Regions from separate parts of the Mus musculus genome. Here all the other regions are linked to region 3. A link is a contact called in public HiChIP or PLAC-seq data. All regions are on one chromosome and are shown on one strand. The core of a region is the stretch at or near the end of the contact, and the rest is flanking DNA. Distances in the headings are between cores, read along the strand shown. Region 1 overlaps 1700026D11Rik (RIKEN cDNA 1700026D11 gene). Region 2 overlaps Shld1 (shieldin complex subunit 1). Region 3 holds the start of AU019990 (expressed sequence AU019990).

Region 1 (3,672 bases), core at 1,022-3,521, 86 kb before region 3:
AGTTGTTGACTAAGGGGACCTCATAGAGCCTCCCAAACAACTCAAGCTATTGTCAAGGCTGTTAGTTACTCCTCACAAACTTACCATGAGATGTATTGCTGAAGACAACACATACCTCATCAAACACAAAAAACGCCAAGCTGGTCCCCAAGTAGAGGCTTCACTTTCTACTGACTAGGGTTCGTGGCACTGGTACTTTGAACATTGTCAGAGGAGAATGATATCCACTGACCCAACTACAAACCTACACAGTGACCTACCTAAAAGATAGTCTTAGTGCAACAGGAAACTATCCAACCACTAATTGTGAGGCTAACCAGCCACTCTGATTGGATTTAAAGCCCACTCAAGAAGATGGAGCCCATGTCTGACACTACTAGAGTGGCCAAGAACCTGAGATGGATAGATCGTGGTTCTGGTATTTCTGTTAAAGGAACATCGCAGTCAAAACGACTCCTAATATCATCCTGTTACAACCACAGATCACTCTCCTCACTCAGCCACCTTCATAGAAGCTGCTTCTTGCAGTAGATAGAACCTAACATGGAGACCCAAAACTGGACAACGTGTAGGGAGTGAGAGACTGGAGTGCCCAAGCCTAAATAGGATGTCTTCATCAAACCCCTTCCTTTAAGGCTCGGGGTTCTTTGTGGAAGAGAAGATAGAAAGATAAGAGCCAGAAAGGACGGAGGACACCAAGAAACAGTGGTTTTCAGACACAGCAGGACTGCACACCTATGAACTCAGAGAGACTGTGGCAGTACAAACTGAGCCTACACAGGTCCAAGCCAGACAGGGTGCCAGTACTGAGTGGCAGAAGTGGACACAGGTTCCCACCACTAACCAAGAAACTACCTGCAATTGATATCTACTTGCAAAGGAAAAATTAGTTTTCTCCAGTGGAGCATCACTGAGTGCACCCAGGTGGGCCCCATGCCAAGCGTAGTTGGCCAACACAAAACCAACTCAACGGTGTTTTCGGAGAAGCTTTTTCTTTTAACTCATTTTGCTAGGTTTGGGCTTTGGAGGTGGTTTTTGTTGTTTTTGTTTTTCTGTTTGTTTTATTGGTGTTTTGTTTGTTTCAATTTTTGGTTTTTTGTTTGTTTCTTGGGCTCTTTGTTTTTTAAAGAGACAAAGGGTGTGGAGTAGGGAGGTGGAACAGTAGGGAGAACCTGGGGGGAGTTGGGGGAGGAAAACTTAGAATGTGAAGAAATATGGAAAAAAATGTAATCTTAGGAAATACAAAGAAAATGCAAAACGGCAACAACAAACAACCTAGCCATTACCGCAGTGTGGGGAAGTCAGCCCTGTTCACCACAGCACTGGTGGAGGGCGGGGGGGGGGGGAGGGGGGAGCAGCCCTGTTCATGACAGCACTGGTGGAGGGCGGGGGGGGGGGGGGGGGGGAGGGGGGGGAGCAGCCCTGTTCATGACAGCACTGTGGGGAAGTCATCCCTGCTCTGTCTTTTGACCCATGAACAAAGGCTGTCTTTTCACTTACTTGAAATTTCTTTATTTGAATGCTGCTTTGTATTTTTTGCAGAATATAAATTTTATACTTTTAAAAAATGTATTCCTACATATTTTGCTTTCTGTGATTGCTATTTAAAAAAATAGAACCATTTTCTTAAATTGCTTTTGTTGATAGTATAGAGGAATGGTTATTTTTATATATTGAATTTACATTCTACAGTCTTGACAAGCCATCGTTTTTAGTGACATTTTCATAATTTTCTAGGCATAAGATGAAGTGTCCTGTCAATAACTGTAGTTTTATTTCCTCTTTTTCAGTTGGAATCCTTTTGTTTCTTCTTCTTGCCAACTTTCTTCCTAGAACGTCCAACTCACTGTTGAATAGAAATATCTCTCGAAGGTGGTATCCTCGTCTTCCTGTTCATCTGTGGGCTTTCATGGGTGTCCTCTATCGGCAGGAGGTGTGTTCTCTTTTTGGTCCTCCCTCAACAACTGTTTTCCTTATGAAGAGGCACTAGATTTATGTACCCCATACTTTTTCTGTGTCTATTGGGATGGCCATGTGTTTTTTAAACATTTATCTCATTAAGATGTGCCTTATTAATTTTCTGCATCGGTCTTGTTTTTGAGGTAGCCTGTCCCTGAGTCTAGCCCTTCACATCTTGATGCCTTAGGTTCCAAGGGTGAACCTCAAGTGTTAAGAGGATCTTAATCTTGTGCTGCTGCAAGATCCCTCTGCTATCTCTTTGTTGAAGAGTTTTGAATCTGTATTAGTAAGATGCGTTGGCCTGTGGTTTCCTGTTTGCGTCTTTATCTTTTGACACCAGGCTGAGCAGCAGCTGCGCCCTGGGCTTAAAGGCTCATCTTCTCTCCGTGTGTGTGTGGGGGGGGGGGGGGGCGGGGGGGCCCAGTCTTCAGAGTCAGGAAGTCCCTCTCACGTGGTCGAGTTCCAGAGACCAAGCTCCTGTCGCTTTAGATCCTGAGTGTTGTGGAGGGGCTCCACGGAGCAAGAACCTTCCAAGCCCTCACAGCCTGGAGCACCTCTGGGTCCGTTCAGTGGGAGCGTCTCCAGGAGAGCCCCTCCCTCCCGGGACTCACTTGAAGATGAGCAAACAGCACCAAGCCAGTGAAAACTGCTTCCACGGCTCTGAAGGGAGAGGAGAGGGGATTCCTTGTGCATGGCTTACATCCCCCGTGGGCAGCCATTCTAAAGCACTTGCTTAGACGTGGATAACTCACAGGCACTTCAGGGATGGGATGGAGGACATAAACTGGTGGGGTCACTTTGGCCTTTACCAGTGAAGTGGAGGCTGCAATTTCATAGCCAGACATCTTGACATGGGAACCCGAGGGGAAGGGGGAATCGTCCTCAGCGCAGCAAAGCTGAATGGAACCCAGCTGTACGTTAACGGGAGACATAAACGGCAAACTGTGCATTCATGGGGAAAAGAAACGGCAAAGTGTGCGTTAGCAGGAGAGACAAACTATGGTAGGAACAGTGTGAGAGACCAACGCCTTTGTAGCAGTAGAGATGTGCAAACCAAAAACAACTACATGTTTCGATGTAGCAAAGTCCCTGATAAGGGCTGGAGGGCCACACCCCTTAAAAGATGCACAAAATTGCCTGCACCAAGGCAAAACAAACAAACAAACAAAACAAAACAAACAAAAACTATAGGCAACATATGAAGAAGGGAAAGGATGGAGAATGGGAATTCGCCAGATAGGATTGCTGGGGATGGCAGGGGCGGAAAAAGACTGGAAGAAATAGCCGTGGGGTCTGTATGAGGAGGTGTGTACAGCTGGGCTGGGCACTGTCACAGCGCTGTCATAGTGCCCAGCCTAGCCCAGCTGTCCCTTGCATCATTTGCACAATTTATGTGTTCTTTCAGGTACAGAAAACAATGTTTGATACCTCGATTTTAGGTATCATGAGAGCCTGGGCTATAGCTCTTCTCCCTTCCTCCAGATCCCTTCATGCTAAAAACAGATTTAAACAAAACCCCGCTAAGAGCTAAGACAGCGAGAATGAGCCCCGGGGACTGTACAGAGAGAAGCCCAGAAGGAGAAACTATGCCAAGCAAGGCCTGCTGGGAAGCCACCAGAAAAGCCTCCCCTGGAGAGGGACAACATGACCCAGATTGCTGGAAAAAAAAACAAAAACAAAAAAAAAAAACAAAAAATAAAAAAACCCTACAGT
Region 2 (4,098 bases), core at 358-2,857, 110 kb after region 3:
CAAAGGATGTACACTTTCATCTGTTGATAAGATGATGGCATTAAAAAAATCCCCACCCTCCTTTCCCTTCCCAATAATGGGGGTTGACCTTGGGCCTAGTGCATGTTGGGTGAGCACCCCTCAGGCCATTATCCTCTGCCCACCCTCATCCTTTATTTTAATTTCAAGACAAAGCCTCACTAGATTGCCCAGGCTGGCACAGACCTGTTCTAGCGCCCTGGCAGGCCTTGATCTGGGCTTCTTCCTGACTCATTCTCTCTGATACCCAGGATTACAGACCTGATACCAAGCTTCCCGCCCCCGGTGCTGGGGGTTGGACGGGAGGCCTTATGCATAGCAAGTTTCTATCCTGAAGCTCCTTCCAGCGGGTGCTTCTTCCTCTCCCTCCTGACTCCAGACTCACTAAGCATCTGAGCCTGACTTTAAACTCCTCACCCCCCTGCTTCCACCTCCGAAGTACTGAGATCCCAAGTCCACGCTGCCATGCCTTCCTAAATCTAAGAGTTCTTTTCTTTGGAGACATTTTTAATTTTCTAATTATGTATATATGTGCAGGTCAGAAGAGGGTATTAGATCCCCTGGAACTGGAGTTACAGGAGGTTGTGAGCTGCCTGACGTGGGTGCTGGGAGCTGAACTCAGGTCCTCTGCAAGAGTAGCACACATTCTTAACCACGGAGCCATGTCTCCAACCCCCAATCTAAGAAGTCTTAAAGCCACGACTTCCATTTCCTTTTGAGTTCAAGGGCAGCCTGGGCTGTACAGGAAGACCCTCTTAGCACACTAGAATAAACAACGAAGACTGGGTTGAGGGAAAGGTTGCGTGGAGAGCAGAGCTTGACCCCAGCAGCCTTGTAAAAAGCAGAGCGGCCACATTCACCAGTAACCTGGGTTGTGGGAGGAGGTCGGGGCGTGCTGGCCTGACACTGAGCAGAACAGCAAGCTCCAGGTTCTGTGTCAGGGGCTATGTCAGAGTGACAGAACAGGACATCCAGTATCCTCCTCCGGCCCCTGGAAGGGCATGCCCGTACACACCTCATACACATGAAGAAAGAACAGAAAAGAAAGAAATAAATCTCTCTAGAAGTCTTATGTTTGTCTCTATCTCCTACACTACATCGCAGGAAGCCCAGGCTAGCCTTGCATTCACTAAGTAGCTAAGGATGGCTACTTGAACTTGTACCTCTTTTTTTTTTTTTTTGGACTGGGTTTCTCTATTTTGTAGCTCTGACTATCCTAAAATTTGTTAGGGAGACCAGGCTAGCTTCGAATTTATAGAAATCCATCTGCTTTTGCCACCATGCCCAGCTGGTCTTGAACTTCCTAGTGCTGGGATCTTTTTCCAGGCTGGCCTGGAACTTCCTGTAGAGACCTGGCTGACTTCAAACTTGCTCCTCTTGTCTCAGCCTCCTCGTGTTTAGATTGCATACATCACCATGCTCAGCATGTTAATTGTTTTGGAAGAGTAAAAGAAAACTGGGGCAAACAAGACAGGAATATAAATATCTGAACTTTCTGTCAAATTTGTAATTAGACAGCCATGAGCTTAATGTGGCAGACTGATGGCTGGCCCTGATGACCTTCGTTCCTCAATGAGTGGGAGGAAGTATGGCCTTTGAGGTTTTAGGACAGTGGTTCTTAACTTGTGAGGTAAGATCCCTTTGCAGGGTGGGACAACCCTACATAGGGGTCGAATATCATATCCTGCATATCAGATATATACATTGCGACTCATAATGGAAGCAAATTACAGTTATGAAAAAGCAATGAAGATAATTATATGGTTGAGGGTCACCACAACATGTGGAGCTGTTTTACATGGTCGCAGCACTGGGAAAGCTGAGAACCACTGTTTTATCACTTTTTGCCTGGTGTTCTGAGGCAAGTTCTTAATGTCTCTAAGCTTTGTCTCTCTGTGAGTCTCAGTAACACTACCTGGTGAAGTTGGGCACAGTGGGTGAGAGAGAGCGCTCACCTCCCACACCACTAGCCTCTCAGGTAACAATCACAGTTTCCATGTGAAATGTCACCCGCAGGTTCATATGTTTTAACACTTGGTCTTTCCTAGCAGGGGTTTGAATCTTTGGTATATAAGGCCTACCTGGCTGAAAGACTTACAGCCTAACCCTACCTCAGCCTGACCCCTCTCTGCTTCCTGATGGCGGTGTCAGGAGCTGCCTCTTCAGGCTCCACCACTGACTGACCCACCTCAGCCAAAGCCTTACCCACCAAGATGATCTGTTCTGTCTAGAACAGGTGCCAGGGACCAGCCTTGGCATGGAGAGAGGTTCTGAGAGAAGGGATGACTGGAAGCATTGAAGAGAACAGCTCAAAATCTATTCTAACCTTATGAGTCAGGTATCAGTTTTGACAAACTACCTTCTAATTTATGAAGGAATTAAATTTAGCTTCAAAGAAACCAATACATATAGATATGTATGTATTCTCTCTACATGTACATATAATTATGTATAGAGAGGATATATACATTTCTACTGTTTGGTTTCTTTGAAGTTAAATTATTCTATATATAAAGGTATATTTTTCTTCTATATATAATTATATATAATGCATATATATATATATACATACATATATACATGGAAAGAAAGTGTGTGATGTGTGTGTGTGTGTTTCTAACATGAATGTCATTTAATGTATGAATGCAATGTCTGGAAAAACCAGAGAGGGTGTTGTATACCCTGAGACTCGTTTGTGAGTCTCTATGGCTGTTGGGGATTGAATTTGGATCCTTGAAAGAGGAGCCAGTGCTTTTAACCTTTGAGCCACTTCTCCAGTCCCAACAGTGGAATTATGATAGAATAATAACAGTGTAGGCCCAGGGGTTTTCATGTTCTTCTGGTTTTGAAGACAAGATCTCACTTCTGTAGCACCGGCGAGGCTATAACTCACTTTGTAGCAGAAACTGGCCTTGAATTTGCTGTAATCCTCCTGCCTATGCCTGCTGAGTGCTAGCATGAGCCACCATGCTGGCTCCCAGGTACTCTCATCTGCTTCTGACAGCATTCCTGCATCACTGCAGAGTGACTACGGGAAAGTTGACTTCAGCCATCTTGCCTGATTATAGTGTGCGGATCAGCCAAGACACCAATATTTCCTATTTATGTACAAGTCTTTGTTTTTGTGTGTCCAGTGGGTATGAACTGGGAAATGTAGGGTCAGGGAAAGCAGAGGGTGGTGGTCGTGATAGCTGTCAGCCTTTCTCTACCCTCTCTAGTAAGATGGCACGGTGTCTTTAAAGACTCGAGTTTTGTACTTTATAGTAAATGGTCTTCAAGCCTTTCTATTTTTCTTCCTTGAATTGTTTCATTCATGGTTACATTAGCCAGAAGATTTCTTGGCTGCTGGCCTGGTGCCAGGATGGCACTCACCACGTTGAGTTGGAGCTCTGCAGGGCTGAGCCTCTTCCTGGCCTTTGCTTTGTGTGCCCTCCTGTGTTGGGCTGTGGACAACTCTTGGCCATGGTCGTTATATTGAATTATGATTTTAAGTTGGCAAAGTGATGTCACTTTTTTTTTGTGTGTGTGTTTAGTTAAATTTGGTTCAGGGCAGCCAAACCTACGTAGTGAGACACAATCTTGAAAAATAACAACTTTAAAATTAAATTTGGAAGTGTAATACACATTCCTGACTTCTGAAAATACTCTACATTCCAGTTCTTCTATGCTGTTTCTGTAGGATGTTCCTGATTGTCCCAAGTTGAGGTTCCAGGGATAATTTTAACAGTGTTGGTTGGAAGGATGCCCCTTCACGTTCCCTTAGGGGATGTAGCTCAGGCCTCAGGCCACGTGCTTCCACGGTTGCTGGGGAGCAACTCAGCAGCACAGTCCTTGCCTGGCATGTGTGTGGGTCCCGGGCTTTGATTCCCAGCACCACAAAAACAACAGACAGAAAGGAGAGGAAGAGGAAGAGGAGGGGGAGAAGGAGGAACTTGTACTTGGAAGGAGAGAGAGAGACACACACACACAGAGAGAGAGAGAGAGAGAGCAAGCAAGCTCTTTATGCTTCCTTAAAAGGTAGAAATGCATTCAGACAATAAGCTGTATAAGAACATATCTAAAGTCTTTCTATTATAGAAT
Region 3 (3,551 bases), core at 284-2,783:
AAGGTTTCTAGAGACAGAGTTCAAGGCCAGCCTTATCAACATAGCAAGCTCCAGGCTGCTAGGGCTACATAGTGAGGATTTTTAAATTTTTACTTTCTAAAAGTTATGAACATGCATTCACTCACGTCTGTGTTCATGAGTGCTGGTGCCCGCAGAGGCCAGAGGCATTGGAATCCCTGGAGTGGAGCTACAGGCATCTGTAAGCCACTGATGTGGTTAATGGGGGTCAATCTTGGGTCTTTTTTTTTTGCAAGAGCTGTTAACTACTGAAGTATCCCCCCAGCTCCAAAAATTCTAACCATCTTCTCAAACTCATTGTGTGTCACTGTCTTTGGCTTTCAACACTAATCTTGGCCAGCCAAAGGGTCTCTGCGTACGTTGTTCCATTTTCCTAGAAACTCTCCCCATGTATTTTTCTCTTCTTTTAAGTCTTAGCTTACTACTCAGAGTAGCCTGTCCTGCTCATCCTATCTGAAATCAGTTCCTTTGTTCCTTAATGACTTGGCTCTTCTCTTTCTATCACCACAGTAAATCCCACAGTCCCAAGGCGCCCCCCCCCCCTTTCTTTTTTCTACAGCTGAGCCAATTGAGTGTCTTAAGAATCGTGTTAGGGCTGACAAAAACCGGGAAGCCTCATGCCTCTTTCCTGCATGGAAGTCTGCTGCAAGTGACCTTTCACAGTTGCACTCAGATCCTAATTCGGAAAACGCACGTCAGCACATGACGCTAAAAAAGGAGGTTGCTCTCGAGACCCCTTCAGTGAAAGTAGTTGGCTACCCAGTTCCTGTTTTGCTGTAGGCTGGGTTCTCAGTGACACAGCTGTCTTCAGCAGAGCACGGAGACAGTGGGAGAGTTTTCTCATGGTAAGCCTCCTTTCCTGTGTTTCTCACTAGAGTTGATTGTTATTCTTGTGTTCTCTTTCTCTAAGACCAGGTCCCAGGAGATGGACATTAGAAGAAGACAGGAAGATCTGAACTCAACTTAAATGCCTGTGAATGTGTGAATGAGTCTCCAGATTGCATTCTGGCGCTTTGAAATTGTAACATTTCTGGGAAAGCAGACATTCGAGAGCCACATCAGTGCAGCTCATTTAGTCCTTGAGAAGACATTTAGGGTCCATGAGGAGGACAGCTGCTCATGGCAAGACCCTTTGTCATTCATCCTGAGCACACAACACATCTAACAATTATGCTGTTTAGCTTTGTTGGTTGCTTCTGTGTTGTGTGCATCTCACTTGCAGCCCAGATTGTCCTGAAAGTCCAAATCCTTTTGCCTCCCTGAGGTTGGGATCACAGGCAGGTACCATCACACCTGGCATAATTATGCTCCTGAAATCACTTGGCCTAGATGTTGATCAGCAGCCAAGTATTCAGCAGAATTGAATGCATTGGCACGCCTCACCTGTTTCCAGCATTCAGAAAAGCACAGGTGACCTGAGTTGACCCTGAAGTTCTAGTTCACAGGGAAGCCCCCAAAGAACCACCCTCAGAGTATGCATCAATATAATCTGAAGAGCCAGGGCTGTGGCTCAGTGGTAGAGTGCTTGCCTATGATATGCAAGGACTCAGGTTGGAGCCCCAGTGCTGAAAGAATCAGGAAATTAAGTCATGAAGTGGTGCCTGGGCAGATAGAGGCCTTAGGAGGAAACTGCATGTTTTGAGGGACAGAGCTGGGTCAGCAGAGTGTTTCCACACAAATGAACTGACTTCTGCATTGAGAACGTGAATCAACAGATCCCACAAGGTCAGTGTTCCCAGGCTCCCAAGTCCTTGAGGAATTCTGGAAGGAAGCTGTTTATAGTCGTTTTTCTAAGGAAGAAATTGGAGAGTTGAGATATATGCTTTCTCCTGCCATCTTCATGGCCTTCATGGCCTGCTTCAGGACTCAGTGGGAAATTCAAAAGGTACATTGTGACATCAAAAGGAACACTGGTACCATTGACAGTTGTTAAGAGTTTGTGTTGCTGAGGCTTAACCCTAGGCCTCAGCAAATGCTCTCCCACTGAGCTATACACCCTCAGCCTCAACTATTTAAAGTCCCTTCCCTTCCCTTCCCTTCCCTTCCCTTCCTTTCCCTTCCCTTCCCTTCCTCTCCCCCCCCCCCCCCCCCCCGTTGTTGTTGGACAGGGTCTCACTATGTAGCCCTCACAGGTCTAGAACTCAAACTGTAGATCAGGCTAACCTCAAACTCACAGAGATCTGCCTGCTTCTGCCTGTGCAGTGCTGGAATTAAAGATGTGTGCCACTATACCTAGTCAGCCTTTAATTTAAAAATTCACCATAAAGGCCAGATTGCTGGGTATGAGGTTTTCCTAGCTAACCAGACTATATCTGTCAAGACTGTTTTTCCCCCCTACTTTGTGAGAGGAATTATTTTTATAGAAGATAGGAGTTTCTGATTACTACCTGCCCCCCCCCCCCCCACACCTTCCCAATTCCTCCTCTTTATCTTTTTGGTTTTATGGGACAAGGTCTGCAGACCATGCTGCCCATAAACCCATGACATCCTCCTGTCTTGGCTTCCTGAGTGACCACAGACATGTGGTACTCCATGGCTTTTGTCCCATTTAGTTTTTCTGCGGGACATTACATCAGACCCATCTCTAACACGGAGCATCTGGTAAACTTCTGAAAGAAGTTACAAAATGCCATGAGACCCAAGCACAGCTCTGCTTTTGTTATGCAACAGTGGAAGCTTGCCACACTCCATGCTTCGTGAGTCAGCCACATTGGCCAATCCTGAGCTCCTGCCTTCTTTACTGGTGTCCTGTAGGAACGGGCGGCTCCAAGCGCTTCCACTGTTGGGAAAGTAAAGCAAGATATACAAGGTCAATAAATGCTCCAGAGCTGGGAGACCTTAGAGGGCTCTGCTGCTGCTCACAAGTGCCTTCCTCGGTCTTCCTCCCCATCCACTCCCCACCTTTCTTTTTGACAGAATCAGAGCTATTTAAAAATATATTAATGTAGATTTTAAGCCTGTGTGAGTAGGCTCTTCAAAAGGCTTCTCTAATACATTAAACACACACACACATCACTACTGACTAGACTTTAATTCTGGAGATAATAAACAGATTAGAAGTTTCCTACTTTGGGGGCTGGAGAGATGGCTCAGTGGTTAAGAGCACTGGCTGCTCTTTCAGAGGTCCTGAGTTCAGTTCCCAGCACCCACGTGGCAGCTCACAACTGTAACTCTAGTTCTAGGGGATCTGACCCCCTCTTCTGGTCTCCAGGGGACCAGGCACATATGTGGTTCACAGATATACATACAGGTAAAACACTCATACACATAAAATGAGATAATTTTTTAAAAAGTAGTTTTACCTTAAAAGAGTTTTCCTACATTTTAAAATGACCTAAATAGAAAACAATTACCACACACACATATATATGTGTGTGTGTATATATATATATATATTTTTTTTTTTTCTAGGCAAGCAGCCTACCGATTGAGCCACATCCCTAAACTTCTATGTGTTTTTAGGCAGGAAGACTGAAAGAAAAGAACTTTCCCTCTTTCTACCTCTACAGCATACCTGACAATTACATCATCCC

What was found. HiChIP or PLAC-seq counts read pairs in DNA pulled down with a chosen protein or histone mark.
Region 1: a contact with region 3 is called in an H3K27ac HiChIP or PLAC-seq map of the HPC-7 cell line, with 5 times the contacts expected there. The contact joins the enhancer-like site here to the promoter of AU019990 in region 3. A contact is called at or near these places in 1 of 15 datasets of contacts at CTCF or cohesin (CD8 T cells), 7 of 484 Hi-C or Micro-C datasets (CD4 T cells, CD8 T cells, the G1E-ER4 cell line and 4 more) and 7 of 115 datasets of contacts at active chromatin or transcription factors (CD8 T cells, the HPC-7 cell line, bone marrow-derived macrophages and 4 more).
Region 2: a contact with region 3 is called in an H3K4me3 HiChIP or PLAC-seq map of bone marrow-derived macrophages, with 6 times the contacts expected there. The contact joins the enhancer-like site here to the promoter of AU019990 in region 3. A contact is called at or near these places in 14 of 39 promoter capture datasets (the C10 cell line, the HPC-7 cell line, cranial neural crest and 9 more), 1 of 15 datasets of contacts at CTCF or cohesin (CD8 T cells), 39 of 484 Hi-C or Micro-C datasets (8-cell embryo, the AtT-20 cell line, CD4 T cells and 24 more), 19 of 115 datasets of contacts at active chromatin or transcription factors (the HPC-7 cell line, bone marrow-derived dendritic cells, bone marrow-derived macrophages and 9 more) and 5 of 9 other capture datasets (adipose tissue, bone marrow-derived macrophages, embryonic stem cells and 2 more).

What each region holds. Positions count from the first base shown.
Region 1 is chr2:132,510,285-132,513,956 of GRCm38.p6, forward strand. It overlaps 1700026D11Rik (RIKEN cDNA 1700026D11 gene), which reads left to right. Exons shown (of 4, transcript NR_028286.1): 2 at 1,791-1,933. Among named protein-coding and RNA genes, the nearest start is that of 1700026D11Rik, 21 kb to the left of the region's middle. Within about 2 kb of position 2,272, at least 100 of the 459 cell types and tissues checked have an H3K27ac peak or open chromatin away from gene starts, as enhancers often do. A contact at or near this core is called in CD8 T cells, the G1E-ER4 cell line, the HPC-7 cell line and 5 more, where this site is marked.
Region 2 is chr2:132,702,079-132,706,176 of GRCm38.p6, forward strand. All of the region lies in intron 2 of Shld1 (shieldin complex subunit 1), which reads left to right. Gm52525 (a long non-coding RNA gene) reads right to left here. Exons shown (of 3, transcript XR_003953907.1): 3 at 3,941-4,098. Among named protein-coding and RNA genes, the nearest start is that of Gm38455, 5.4 kb to the left of the region's middle. Within about 2 kb of position 1,608, at least 9 of the 459 cell types and tissues checked have an H3K27ac peak or open chromatin away from gene starts, as enhancers often do. A contact at or near this core is called in Th2 cells and bone marrow-derived macrophages, where this site is marked.
Region 3 is chr2:132,596,663-132,600,213 of GRCm38.p6, forward strand. It overlaps AU019990 (expressed sequence AU019990), which reads left to right and starts at 1,534. Exons shown (of 6, transcript NR_033468.1): 1 at 1,534-1,743.